3 separate regions of the Sus scrofa genome follow, and regions 1 and 2 are each linked to region 3. A link is a contact called in public HiChIP or PLAC-seq and promoter capture Hi-C data. All regions are on one chromosome and are shown on one strand. The core of a region is the stretch at or near the end of the contact, and the rest is flanking DNA. Distances in the headings are between cores, read along the strand shown.

Region 1 (2,700 bases), core at 40-2,539, 180 kb before region 3:
GGGTTGAATCAGAGCTGTAGCCACCGGCCTACGCCAGAGCCACAACGCAGGATCCGAGCCGAGTCTGCAACCTACACCACAGCTCACGGCAACGCCAGATCGTTAACCCACTGAGCAAGGGCAGGGACCGAACCCGCAACCTCATGGTTCCTAGTCGGATTCGTTAACCACTGCGCCACGACGGGAACTCCACAGCCCTCTTCTTAAAATGCCACTGGCCCTTTGGCCACTCCATCCCTAACCATCTTCCACCAGATGCTTCTCCCCCTTTGAACCATCCAGCTGGCTCCCCTTCTCCTCTTCCCATTCTCCTGTGAAACTCCACCTCCTTCTTGCCCAGAACCCCAAATCTCCTCCCTCCAGAACCCAGAGGAATTCAACAGTCTCCAGCTCCTACCAGCAAAGTTCATTCCCCGCCCAGCCTGTCATTAACTTGAAAGGCAGTTCATTCTATTTTTTATTTTTAGTTTTTAAATGAAGTATAATAATCCGTCAAGTGCCTTTTGGGGCGCATCAGGATATGGGATCTCAGTTCCTAGACCGAGGCATGAACTCGGGCCGCAGCAGTGAGAGCACTGAATCCTCACCACTAGACCCTCTGGGAGCTCCCAGAAGCGCCTCGGCTAAATCTGACAACTTCTTAACAAGATGTAAAGATTTCCATCACCCCCAAAGTTCCCCTGTGCCCTTTGCAGTCAGGCCCTTTCTGCCCCCACTGAAACCACAAGTCTGATTTCTATCGGGATCGTTTTCTTGAACTTAACATGAAGAGACTCATACAGGCTGTGCTCTTTTATATTTGACTTCTGTCACCTAATGTAATGTTGTCAGGATTCTCTATACTGTTGTGTGTCAGGATTTCATTTTAAAAAATTTCTGGGTAGTCTTTCATTGTCTGCCTATTCCCTCCTATTTATCCATTCTTCTGTTGTGACACAGTGTTACAATTTTTGAGCTGACATCGGCAAGTACGACCTGCCTGGATGGTAATCCTGAGAATCTGAAGGTGAACAAGGCAAGAGTGGGCGGGGGGGGGGTGGGGGGGTTTCCAACTGAGGAGGGGAAAGAAATACAGGGGGAGTGGCATAGACCAGCAGCTACAGCTCCAATTTGGCCCCTAGCCTGGGAACCTCCATATGCCATGGGGGCAGCCCTAAAAAGACAAAAACAAAACAAAACAAAACAAAACAAAAGGTTCTATAAACCAACTATAATGGAAAAAATAAAAATCATTAACAAAAAAATAGGGAAAAGCAGCTGAAATTAATTTTAAATACATTTTAATTAACCCACTATATCCAACATATTATCCTTTTAACAGCTCATCAAGATAAACATCTCTTCGTGAGACCTTTTACGTTCATTCTGTACCAAGTCTCTGAAATCCAGTGTGTATCTCACGCTTACAGCACATCTTGGCTCTAGCAAGCCACTTAGCTAACATCTAGTGCCCAGTTGGTTAGCCTCATGGGGCTAGTGGCTGCTGTCCTGGACAGTGCAGGCCTCGGGGAGGTGGCCTGGGACTCAGACCACGAAGCCCTCAATGGCTGAGAGCAAGGAGCTGGATTCCCATTCCGACCTCCCGTCTGCCCGCTGCGTGTGTGCCAGCCCTCCTCAGAGACTGTCTCCAGGCCTCTGCCAGCTGCAACTTTCTGCAACTAACTTCCCACAACACCTCCCTTCGACCCACGCCTTCTGAACTCATGACTATTCCAGATCATTTCTTTTTCCTGCGAAAAACTCAGATGTGCCAATATACAGGCATGACCATTGGTGGGTTTTGAAGTAAACTAAGGGGCTGGCACTCAGGACTGCTTCTCCCGAAAGAGGCTAGAAGAGATGAGGAAATGCTGGCGGGAGGGCGCCATGTGCCATAAAGTGCTTGGGGAAACTTGTTTCATTTATGTGAATGTATGTGTAGCTGTCACCCTGTAAACTGGTGTCTTACTCTGAGGATCTTGGTTGAAGGGGGGAAAAAAAGCCAATTCTGAATAAAGCCACAGTCCCCGGAATTCCCAGTGACAGACAGTAAATGTGATTTCTGTCACCGACTCCCCGGAAACACCTTTTGGGGAAGTGAGATTGGGGCTGGGGTGGTGGTTGCTTTTAGCAGCTCTCTTGGCCTGACACCACGCAGAACTGAGTGCCTTAGTTTACTGGAAGGAAGAGCAGAAACAAGAGGGAAGGGGCCACTCCATCCCACCACACCTGCCGGGCCTCTGCTTCCCAGCCAGCTGCTTGACACCCTGGGGCGAAGGCAGGAGAGGAGCGGGGAGCCTGCCCAAGGTTGCGTGTCCAGGAGAGGTGCTTTAGGATTAGAACACCCAGCGCCTGAAGTTCAGACCCTGAAACTGCCTCCTGATCTGTATCATTAGAAGGTAAGTCGGCAGAGGAAAGAGGGAAAGAGGCCGGGGCATCATTCATAAATTGGCAGATGCATGTAGAGCCCCCGCCCCCTGCGTGCCAGGTGTTGTTCTAGGCACTAGAAACAGTGGTAAAGGGAGCAGCCGTGCCCTTGCCCTCCTGAAGCCTACAGGCTGGGGTGGGAGACAAACAGTGAACCAGTGAACCGATGCGGTAACAGACAGCTGTCACAGACGAGTCCATGGACTCAGGTGGAGGAAAAATGCAGTTCTCAGATCGATCATAACATACTGTCTGCCTCCCACCCACCCTACCCAGCGCCCGGGCGGTGGACCC
Region 2 (2,700 bases), core at 135-2,634, 230 kb after region 3:
GCTGTAGCTGCTAGCCTACATAGCAACAGCCATAGCAATGCCAGATCCGAGCTGCAGCTGTGACCTACACCACAGCTCAAGGCAACATGGGATCCTTAACCCACTGAGCAAGGCCAGGGATCGAACCTGCGTCGTCATGGAGACTAGCCAGATTTGTTTCCACTGAGCCACGATGGGAACTCCTGGGTGGATACATTTATATGTATGCCTTATTCACTTATGCTATACACCTGAAACTAATAGAACTTTGTAAATACTATAAATTTTAAAAATTTTATACTCCGATAAAGCAAAGTTTCTCTAGGGAAAAGCACTGCCACAGGAATGGGATGGCTGGAGAGTAGAAAGTTAGGCTAGTTTGGCTCAAAGTTAGGGAAAGAGGCTGGGTAACTCAGGTGCTGAGGTTAGAGAGATGGGTATAGGTCTGATGAAGTAGGCCAAGGTGAAAGCAATGGGATTTCATTCACAGGATGTTTGGAAGTCATTGGAGAACTTTAAGCAGAGAGTGAGAACTTAATTAGGTTTGAAAAGACCAGTCTGGTTGCTGTGTGGAGAAGGCCAGTAGGAGAACAAGGTGAGCAGTGAGGAGTCCACTGGCAGGAGGCTAGTGTTCAAGAGGCCAGGTGAGAGACAATGGTGATTTGGCCCAGCGTGGCACTGGAGATAAATAGAGAAAAATGAACCCTATTGGGTTAGTGTATTTTGGAGGCAGAATACCAGGACTTGAAGAAGGATCAGAGTACAACAAGAGAGATGACCCTTGGATTCGAATCTTGGATTTGGATTTTATTAGATTCAAAAGATTATGTCTGTGCACAAAAAAACGCACAGCGCTGTTAGGGTGGTCACTGAAGTGTTTTGGGAGAAACTGGAGCATCGGTAAATACTTAGCAATGAAATTGGGAACTCATTGTACCATGCTGCTTAAAAAACAGCGTAAAGTTGCCCAAAACATATACTGAGTGAAAAAAGCACACCCCGCTCTTGCAGAATAAACTATGTATTTTCGTATCTGTGTGTAGACAAATACTAGGAAAGTATACACAGTACTGGAGAAAGGGGAGGGGGGGTTTCTCTTTGTATTTTATGCTTTCTTTACTGTTTGAATTTTTTGCAAGGCGCATGTATTGTATCTTTTCTGTGGTTGTAAATGTAGTTAAAAACGTTTAAGATTTCACACAAGAAGACCAGTTCCTCAGGTATCAGTGCGGCCTAGGTTGAAAGGGTCCAGAGACGCCGCTACTTGAAAGGCTAGCTTTCGATTCCGGCGCCTTTAGTCCTGACCACGTGCTCTCTAAGCGCCGCTGGCCCGCCCCCGGCCCGCCCCCGGCCCACCCTCGACCCTGCCCATCCGCCAGGCACACCTGGGGAGCCACACACCCGCCGCGGGGGCGCCTGGGTCTCTCCACGCCGCGCATGCTCCTTTCCAGTCCGAACGCGCAGTCCAACCGCCGTGCACGCAACGCGCAAGACCACGGCCCCCTCCTCACGCCCCTTCCCCTCGAGGCGTGCGTCGCGGTGTGTTTGCGTCATCGCGCCACGCCACCACTACAGTCCGGGTGAAGATGGCGGCGGCGGTTCTCAGCGGACCCTCTGCGGGCTCCGCGGCCGGGGTTCCCGGCGGGACCGGGGGTCTCTCGGCGGTGGTCTCGGTCCCGCGTCTTCGCCTGCTGCTGCTGGATAGCGTGTCGGGGTTGCTGCAGCCGCGAGCGGGATCCACCGTTGCCCCCGTGCATCCCCCAGCCCCCTCGGCCCCACACTTGCCGGGGCTCATGTGCCTATTGCGGCTACATGGGACGGTGGGCGGGGCCCCGGTGAGTCTGTGGCCCTCTGGCCGGCGGTCGGGTTGGAAGGTTGGCGCAGCTTTTGTGCGCAGGGGTCTTGGTGCTTTGCAGCTGCAGTGGGGAGGTGTAGGGAAGGAGAACTGGGGGCAGAAAGTGGATCCAGACATTAGTCTGGACGAGATTCACCCATTTTTCTTTATCAGCCACGAATGGAAGAAATTTAGGGAAGAGGAAGGGCCTCTTTTCTATATTGCTAGGCTGTTGGTGGACACACGTGAATGGGTGCGATCCCAGGCCACATCACTCACTAGATATGTGATCTTTAGTTTCTTTTTCCTCAGGCAGTATCTGTTTCGCGGATAGTTTCGACTGAGTGAATGGACACCTGTTTACTGCGCTCTTACTGAGGGCCGGGTCCTGGGCGCTCGTTATAGATGCGATGGCGATGAACAAAATGTTATGAGAAAAACTATGAGAATGGTATATTAGGGACCACTGACATAGTCTGGAGAATTGCAGAGGTTTTCCTGAGGTACTGGAGTTTAAAGCGAGATCCCCAAGGATGAGTGGGTGTTGGGTAGGGAAGGAAAATGGGAAGGACGGTTCAGTCAGCGGAAGGCTCATGTGGGAAGGTCCTGTGGTGGGAACATTTTGCCTGGGGTTCAGAGGTGGCCGGAGAGAGAGTGGGCCCGATGAGGCAGTGGATAGATTATGCAGCGCTGTGTAGACTGGCTTAGAAGGGCCCTTTGGGAGTTTCTGTCGTGGCTCAGTGGAAACGAATCTGACTAGCATCCATGAGAACTCGAGTTCCATCCCTGGTGTCGCTCAGTGGGTTTAGGATCCTGCGTTGCCGTGAGCTGTAGTGTAGGTCGCGGACGCTGCTCCGTTCTGGCATTACTGTGGCTGTGACGTAGGC
Region 3 (2,700 bases), core at 180-2,679:
TCCCCACCGGCCCACGGGCCCCCTGCCTGCCCGCAGCAAGTATGGCCCTAGCTTTCCACCCCTGCTGGCCATACCCACTGCCCAAGGATACCCTCCATCATTCTGCCCCCCCCTTCCCCTGCCAGGGTCCCTAAGGGGCAGAGGGCAGGGGATGCCCGCGTGTTGTGTGAGGTTTCATCTCTTCTTTCTTCCACCAGAGGCTCTTTTCTCACCAAGAAGCAGGACCAGGCAGCCCGGAAGATCATGAGATTCCTGCGGCGCTGCCGACACAGGTGCTGCGATTTGGCCCTGCCGCCTCCCCCATCCCACCTCCCGATCGGCCGGTGTCCCCTGACTCCTTCCTTGTCTCTCGGCAGGATGAGGGAATTGAAGCAGAACCAGGAGCTGGAAGGGCTTCCCCAGCCCGGCCTGGCCACCTGACTTCTCCATCGCCTTTCTCATCAGCCGGGGCCGCTTCTTGCAGTCTTAACAGGGAGAGGGCTCTCTGGGGGAGGGGGAGCCCCCCCACCCCACCCCCCGTTGGCAGCTTTCCCGTCACTTCTGTAGGAGCCCATCCTCGGTCTCCGCTCCCGCCCCCTCCGAAGTGCTGAACTCCCTCTCCCACCCCCGGCTCCTTCTCCTCTTCCCTCCGGGTCGTGCCCCCCTCTTTGAGTCCCCGGCTCCAGAAGACCCACGCCCCACATACCTGCATCTTCAGCTGTGACCTCCGGAGCCCTGCCTGCCCCTTCTCCACATCTCCGAACCCGCCTGTACCCACCTCAGCCCCTTCCTGACTTGCCTTATTTATTTGTTCAACGAGTCTCTGAATGTATCCGCCTCGGTCCCACCTCTGCCTTCACTGCGCGCGCGCCCCTCGTGTTTCAGGGCTGACTGTGCCCCCACCCCGACTCCGCATGTTTGCGTCTGTTCCCTCCTTTTCTGACCCTGTGTTTCCCCGTCACCCCGACCGACTCCGGCCACCGATCTCGGGGCCAAAGGAGGGGTGTATATAAGAACGCGTTGCGGAGTCCTGCCCCGTCCCCGAGGGGAGGGGGCTTGTACATAATGTAACATACAGAGTATAGTGAAGAATCTATTTAAGGCGCCGCGGGGAGGGCTGCACAGCCGGACTTGTGGTTCCTGGCGCGGCGGGGGCCTTCAGCCGGCTCTACGAGAGCACTTTCTACTTGTGCATGGGCTTGGTTTCTACGAATTGCCATTAAACATCGCTGCACCAGCCAGCCTCCGGCCTCTGTCTGACCGGGGAGTGGGGGGCGGGGGGGGCGGGGCGGGGCCTCCGCCCTTGGGAGGCTGCGCCGGGCGCCCCAGCTGGCGTCAGCGCCGCACGGGAGCTGGGCGGGGCGGGCGCGTGGTTTTCCGCCTCCGACGTGTTTCCGGCCTTAAAGGCATTTTGCCCTTCCCTTTAAGACGCACCGCCCCCTCTCAGTCACTCCCAAGATGGCGGACCTACTGGGCTCCATCCTGAGCTCCATGGAGAAGCCACCAAGCCTCGGTGACCAGGAGACTCGGCGCAAGGCCCGAGGTGAGGATCCCAAATTCACAACCGCCTTTTTTCGCCCGGTTCACAGGACCTCACTCCTTCCACTTTGACGACCCCGCCTCCTCAACCTTGAAAGACCTCTCACGGTCCCCTTCAGAGACCCCCGGAGTCCCTAAAAGGGCTACCGGCCCGCCCGCTGTTCTTAGCGGACCTTGATTGGCTACCTGAAGCCCAGCGCCAGCCCTCTCTCCTCTCCCTACCCTGGCCTTCCGCAGTCCTTCTTTTTAATTCGTCGACGAGCCCGCCTGTCCGCGGGTGGCGTGCTGTGATTGGTAGGCTGCCTCCAACCCCACCCAACCCCTTGGTGTTCTGCGGCGGCTCCTCTTCCCGCCTTCGGACCGGAGCGGGGGGCGTGTTCCACCGCTCTGCCTTTCCCGCCTCTCGGTGCTCGAGTCCCGGCAACCCCTGTCCCTATTCCGATTGGGCCCCGGACACGTCCATCCGCAAGCCTTTCACCCTTATTGGTCACCTCAACTTAAACGTCTACCTATCACGTTTCGTTCGACCTTCCTCTAGTCCACCCCACCCTCAGCACCTCTAATTGGTTGCTGAGTCCTTTTGGCGCCTTTCTGCCCCGCCTTCTTGATTTAACCCGCTCCCTTCTGCCGCTCCTCCAACCAACCTTCTTCATCTACACCCTTAAATGCCAGAACCCCCCCCCCGGGGGGGGGAGTGAATGTTGATTGGAGGGATGAGAATGCCCCTGCCCGGTCCGATTGGCGGTAGTCTCCCCGCCTGTGTTCTCCGAGTAACTTCCCTGCTGGCCTGTCAACTTGGGCTCCCAGCGCAGGGCGCGGCCCGCGGGGAGGGGCTGCCCTCTCTTTGGGTTGCTGCTCTGAGACGTGTGAATGAATCTGGCAGAATGACTGCCTTGGGGAGGACACCAGCCTTGACCATGTCCCGGGCACCGGCTCTCCACCCGTCCGAGGTGGGGCCAGGGCAGGCTAGGTTGCCTTCGAAGTCTCAAGTGCTGCCTAATATCGAACTATATCATCCATAGTTGCTGTCCTGAGTGGTTACTCGGGCCCAGGGGTACCCTCCAGGAGCCCACATGAAATGCTCACACGGGAGTTTAAAAACCAGCTTTATCAATGTCCTGAAGGAAAAATAATTGTTATGAGAGGGGCTACAAGTAGGGTCCTAACCTAGTCTGCAGTGAG

What was found. Promoter capture Hi-C pulls out the DNA fragments that hold promoters and counts their contacts. HiChIP or PLAC-seq counts read pairs in DNA pulled down with a chosen protein or histone mark.
Region 1: an H3K27ac HiChIP or PLAC-seq map of alveolar macrophages shows a contact between it and region 3. The contact joins the promoter of SCIMP here to the promoter of SPAG7 in region 3. A contact is called at or near these places in 1 of 47 Hi-C or Micro-C datasets (embryonic fibroblasts) and 1 of 2 datasets of contacts at active chromatin or transcription factors (alveolar macrophages).
Region 2: a promoter capture Hi-C map of liver shows a contact between it and region 3, with 4 times the contacts expected there. The contact joins the promoter of PELP1 here to the promoter of SPAG7 in region 3. A contact is called at or near these places in 2 of 5 promoter capture datasets (both in liver) and 1 of 2 datasets of contacts at active chromatin or transcription factors (alveolar macrophages).

What each region holds. Positions count from the first base shown.
Region 1 is chr12:51,771,346-51,774,045 of Sscrofa11.1, forward strand. It overlaps SCIMP (SLP adapter and CSK-interacting membrane protein), which reads left to right and starts at 1,290. Exons shown (of 5, transcript XM_003358218.4): 1 at 1,290-2,378. All of the region lies in intron 2 of RABEP1 (rab GTPase-binding effector protein 1), which reads right to left.
Region 2 is chr12:52,175,678-52,178,377 of Sscrofa11.1, forward strand. PELP1 (proline-, glutamic acid- and leucine-rich protein 1) reads left to right here and starts at 1,385. Exons shown (of 18, transcript XM_021067790.1): 1 at 1,385-1,814. The coding sequence starts at 1,566.
Region 3 is chr12:51,947,484-51,950,183 of Sscrofa11.1, forward strand. SPAG7 (sperm associated antigen 7) reads left to right here and starts at 1,430. Exons shown (of 7, transcript NM_001243921.1): 1 at 1,430-1,522. The coding sequence starts at 1,438. CAMTA2 (calmodulin-binding transcription activator 2) reads left to right here. Exons shown (of 23, transcript XM_021067750.1): 21 at 1-39; 22 at 198-272; 23 at 357-1,220. The coding sequence ends at 420.